Regions from separate parts of the Zea mays genome. Here region 2 is linked to region 1. A link is a contact called in public Hi-C data. All regions are on one chromosome and are shown on one strand. The core of a region is the stretch at or near the end of the contact, and the rest is flanking DNA. Distances in the headings are between cores, read along the strand shown. Region 1 holds the start of LOC103635377 (GATA transcription factor 15). Region 2 holds the start of LOC100280182 (Putative DUF1296 domain containing family protein).

Region 1 (2,700 bases), core at 149-2,648:
TATTGGCGATCTATATATTGATAGAGTCCTCCATGATATTTACTAGGCTAAAATAAGGGAGTACCTACGGAGTGGTTAATCCGATGGGCCGAATCTGAATTCCGCGAACCGCGATGGAGAAACGAAACAAATGCGTTTCAGTTCCAAGCGTCCAGGTTCATTCGGCCGCGTGCAAAACGGTTCAACAAAACGCCCCCCCAAAACCGTTGCGCTTGCCTTGCGTACCCCGAACCGGACTAGTTGATGTACTGGAACAAGGTCGCCGGCTCCGGCCAGACCGCCGCGAACTCGGCCGCCTCGACGACGCTGGGTCGCCATGCAAGGAACTGCGCCGGCACTGCTTCGGCGTCCGCGATGTCGCCGTCGCCGCCGCCGTAGTACGCCCTACCAGACGTCGCCGCCCCGTACTGCGCCCGCTGCGCCAAGTAGCACCCGCCCTGGTCCATGTCAGCCGTCGTCGTCCCCGTCGCCGCACGCCGCTCCTTCTTCCTGAACCTGATGCCGCAGGCGTTGCACAGGGACTGCAGGCAGCACACATACACGCATTAGTCAGCGCACTCGCATGCATGCATGCACGCACGGCGGGGTATGGGACGGGACGAGGACGACCAAAGTGTCGTCGCCGTTGGCATATTATACGTATGGGAGATCGCGCTGGTTTTAAGCGCTAGCGGATGTCCAAAAAAAAAACTGCCAGTGGCAGAGGCAGACGACACGACGCTGTGCCTCATGTCGTGCGTCGCCGCGTGTGTCACGTGAACATGTGACAATTTTGGTTCATGTAAAGCTGCAACGATGCTGGGCTAGCGCTGAAACCTTGTTCCAGCCAGCGTCGCTTCGCTTGGAGAGATGGAAGAACGATGAAACGAACCTTGGGCCCGCGAGGCCCGTTCCTCCACAGCGGCGTGGACGTGGTGCCGCAGCTGGCGCAGCGGTGGTCCACGAGCGGCGCCGGGTCCTGCCCGTGCCCGTGCGCGGCCGCGGCTCTCTTGTTCGCGGCCGCGGGAGAGGGACGTCTGCCGCCCGGGCAGGAGCAGCAGCGGCAGCAGCAGGACTGGTCAGCGGGTGCAGCGACGTCGCACGACACGGCGCTGCGAGACGGTAGCGCCAGGCACGGCGGGCGGGGCTTGGCGGCGGCGCGGCGCGAGGACGGCGTGCCGAGCGAGAGCGTGCAGTCGACGGTGCCCGTGGAGGAAGAGGAGGAGGACGGGGACGAGGGGCAGGTGGTGACTGAGCTGTGGCTGTCGTCGTCGAACTGGAAGGCCTTGGTGTTGGGCAGCGGGAAGAAGAGCGAGAAGGCTGGGGACGCGGCCGCCATGGTGGCGGGGGCAGCGGCCGCGGCCACGACGCTCTGTTGGTGGCTGTGTCTGTGCTGCTTGTGGGTGCAGTGGCGAAGCATGGTCTGCAACGAGGCCACAGTGCTGGGCTTTAAAGCGAGCGCGGCGCAGAGAGGAGGAGAGGAGATTCGGAACTGAACTTGGCTTGGATACTTGGATCCACTGGGCCCGGGTGGTGGACGTGGGCGGATGTGCAGGAGCTCAGCTAGTCAGCAGGCAGGGCTAGCTAGGATTTTATAGGATCAGATTCGCTGTGCAGAGGCCGATCTGCTCGCCTCCCCTCGCCGATGGCGATGGCAATGCCAATGCTTTGAATCCTGCGCGCGGCTCGGTTGCATTGCATGCCCTAGCCAGTGTAGGAAGGAAGGAGTAGCTAGAAGCGGGCAGCACCCAATGAGTAGTAGCGGTACACGTCTGTGGGCTGCGCGCCCTGGTCAGGTCAGTCAGGCGGGCTCGACGTGATGAGCTGACTGCTCGAAAGCAGACCGGTAGCGGAGCGGCTGTTCAGTGTTCACCCTATATGGCTATATGTATCCAAGCAGTGCCTGTAGTCCTGTACTACATGCCACCGCAGTAGGGAGAATCAATGGAGCAGGGCCCAGCAGCAGCATACTAATGCAGGATAGCATCGCCTAGAGTAGGAGAGGGTAGACGAGACCCAAACGAGAAAAAGGAGAGAATCGAGACGAGAGACGGCAGATGGAGGAGAGGACGGCGTCCGGCTGGCGGTGTCTGGCAACCGTAACGAGCGACTGCTCCAGAGTCCAGACGTCACACAACAGGACCGGAGATCAAGCGAAAGAAAGGCCTGGCAGTACGCCAGTGGCAGGCATCCATATCGCAGACCTCTAGTTGCCATGCATGCATAGCCAGGCGCAGGCACAGGCGTCTCGCACCACGTACCTGCTGGGCCTGGTCGTGTACCACTACCACGTATACGTTAATACGCCCCATCCCTTGCCTCGCGTCACGTCACCGGCCGCGGCCGAGACGTGCGACTCATCGACGGCGCAGGCTGGGTGGCGAGCCCCGGGCGGTCAAAAGCAGGGGAGATACGTGACCCGTGGAACAGTCTCCCACGCGCCGTATACGAGTACTCCTACTCCTACTCCTAGTCGCACCACAACGCCGGCGCGGAATCCGCGGATCGCGATGCTGCCGCGCCTGTCGCGTCGAGGCCCGTCCCAGCCACACCAGAGCACCACCACCGGGGCCGTTGCCGGACATATAGGTGCGTAGTACGCGGCGCCGCGGCGGCTCTCGGGCCAGGGGGGCCCTCCTAGCGCTAGCGGAGGCGTTGTACGGCCGGCCAGGCAACGTCATGGTGTCATGGACACGTCACGTACGGGCCGGGAGGAGGCGA
Region 2 (2,700 bases), core at 37-2,536, 640 kb after region 1:
AAAAATACATAACACTATAACAGTGCAAAACTAGCTCTTAGTTAAGAACTCGTTTTGATGCATATGTATTTATGTTAATTCTTGCGAAGTAGATCGAAGTAAAAATTAATATAAATTTTATCTCAAACTATTCAACCATATATAGATTAAGACAGATATAGCGACTATTTTAAAGCATAAATGTGTCATCACATGCAAAATTGAAAGGGAAACAGAGTTTAACCATTTTCTATATTAATTTTGGTGCTTGATGACCATCACAATCTTTTGAACTAACTAGTTTGCTTAGGGAGTGTTTGTTTGAGATTATAATCTGACTGGATCATATACTCTAACATTTCTAAATAACACTTAGTTCAAATTTTTAGATTATTTAATCAAGTCAAAATATAATTCCACAAACAAACCCTTAGTATTTGATTTACAGGTTCATAACTTCGACAATTCATATAATCATGCACCGTCGTAATGCACAAATATTGTGGTAGTATGTATATTAAGGGACTGATTGGTTGGATACAGAACCAATTATCCAGGCTAAGCATATGCAAATCCATACTTTTGGTGTCCTATACTGATCTACTGTATAACATATGACTATGACCTGACTCCAGATAAACGAAACCCACGTCCATTTTCTCGGGGCTAGGCTACTGCGAGCGCGCTCAGAGCAGGAGCAACAACTAAGGGTCTGTTTGGTTGAGCTGTGGCTTTGAAAAAAGCTGTTGTGGGCTGTGAGCTGTGAAAAAGGCTGTTGCGGGTGTGAGCTGTTAGAAAGCTAAAAACCGTTTGGTGAAAACCACTAAAAGCCGTTAAAAGTTCTTCGATATATGTTTTTACAGTTACATCGGAAAGCCACTAAAAGTAGATCTAGTGGTGCTTTAAGTTTTGAATTGCGAGAAAGTCAGCTTTTAGATTAAGCTGCATTCTGAATCCGACCCTTTGGTTTGACTTTTGGTTTTTAGAGGGCAAAAACCAAAGTTAAAAAGCCAAACCAAACACACAAGCTCAGGAAGCAAGTATTTGTATAAAGTAACCAAACATCTTTTTAATATAAACCACATGTTAGCTAGACAACTGCCCGGATGCACCAAGCCGCCAGCTCGCGCAACGCAACCCATATGACAGACGGAAGAGCAGGGTGCTCTTCAACTCTCTTTCTTTTTGCAGCGCAGGACAGGAAACCGCATCTCCCGTTCCCGGCCGTTTATTATTAGCTGAGCTCGTGCCTCGTACACGAGGCCGGCCCTCTCGCTCTCGGTGCGTGCGTGGCTGAGCCGCTGAGAGGCAATACGCGGTGCGTGGGGTGTGGGGAGCGAGGCGGCGGCGACGAGGGTTTTGCTGCTCCGCACACCGCGCGCAGCGGCGACGCGACCGCAGCTCGTCGCCGCCCCGGTTCGAGGAGGAGGAGGAGGAGCCGGCTGAGGCGCCTGTGGTGGCTGCTGCGGCGGGAGCGGGAGCGCCATGAGGGGCGGCGGCGGGAGGCAGCCTTCCTATGCGGCGTCGGACGGGGCGGATGCGGATGCGGCGGCGGTCCCGGCTGCTTCCAGGAAGATGGTGCAGAGCCTCAAGGGGATCCTGGCCGACCGCTCGGAGGGCGAGATCTACGCCACCCTCTGCGACTGCGGCATGGACCCCGACATAGCCGTAGAGAGGCTCATCTCCCAGGGTAAGGGTATATACACGCTGCCTGTCTCTCTCTCCTCGCTCTAGCTCTGTCCTCGCGGGCTCCAACTGTTTAGTGTGGACGTTGTCGTGCGATGCCCGTTAGGGTTTGATTTTCCCCACCTTAGCACGGTGATTTGGCGCCGCGCTGATATGCGCGGTCTGTGTCGTATAAGTCGTAACCCCCATTTTGGACGGTTGCTGTTGAATTGCTTGCCAATCCGGTCTGGTTCTGCGGATGCTGTACGTTGTGACTTGTATTTGCTTGCCAGTTTTAGGTTCAACGTGGCTGTGAAGCATGGTGGGTAGTTTTAAACTTTTTAATTCAGACTAGTTAGTTGCCCGTATATTGCTACGGTAGACTTTGTTCAAATGAGATATTTATTCAAACCTGATTATGTTTTTTATTTTCAATTTATTAGTATACCTATATGTTTACTATATCTCTCATTTGTATAGCACAAAACAGTTGTGAGCTGAAGTGGTTAAAGTTTCTTGCCTTGCATCAAGAAGTGCAGGGTTCAAACCTCTTCCATGGGGGACGATGCGTGAAAAATTCACACTTAAATATAGTAGAGAAGAGATAGAGATGAGAGAACACTTTTTTCTCAACGAGCAACTTTTTTTGTGCATTTACGGATGTGTTTTTTGCAACAGATTGTGCCACCCATATGGTGTAATAATAGAGATGAAGAGGGGGGGGGGGGGGGGGGGTCATTTCCCTACATAAGTCCTGATTACTATTCCATTGTAATTCAGCTGTGTTGCAGGATCATGATACCTGGTCCATATGTTGGATTGAATATCATATAGACTGAAACTGTTGCGCCTAGCATAAACATGCCTTTGTCTTCAGCATTAGGAGTTTAGGACGTGTTTAAGCTCACTCATGTATTGCTTACCATTTTCTTGTTACTGGGTTTGCTCTGTTTATAACTTGGCATAGACACATTATCTATTTTCTTAAAAAACTCGTCCGGGAGAGAAAGACCGCCCTTCCGGTATTATATTAAGAAGAGACCGAAACATGGCCCC

The links. Hi-C and Micro-C count contacts between places; a contact is called where the count stands out from the background.
Region 2: a Hi-C map of ear shows a contact between it and region 1, with 1.9 times the contacts expected there. The contact joins the promoter of LOC100280182 here to the promoter of LOC103635377 in region 1. A contact is called at or near these places in 3 of 25 Hi-C or Micro-C datasets (bundle sheath, ear and leaf).

What each region holds. Positions count from the first base shown.
Region 1 is chr8:75,289,834-75,292,533 of Zm-B73-REFERENCE-NAM-5.0, forward strand. It overlaps LOC103635377 (GATA transcription factor 15), which reads right to left and starts at 1,399. Exons shown (of 2, transcript XM_008657842.2): 1 at 872-1,399; 2 at 237-521. The coding sequence starts at 1,399. The coding sequence ends at 237.
Region 2 is chr8:75,926,676-75,929,375 of Zm-B73-REFERENCE-NAM-5.0, forward strand. LOC100280182 (Putative DUF1296 domain containing family protein) reads left to right here and starts at 1,287. Exons shown (of 10, transcript NM_001153114.1): 1 at 1,287-1,669. The coding sequence starts at 1,465.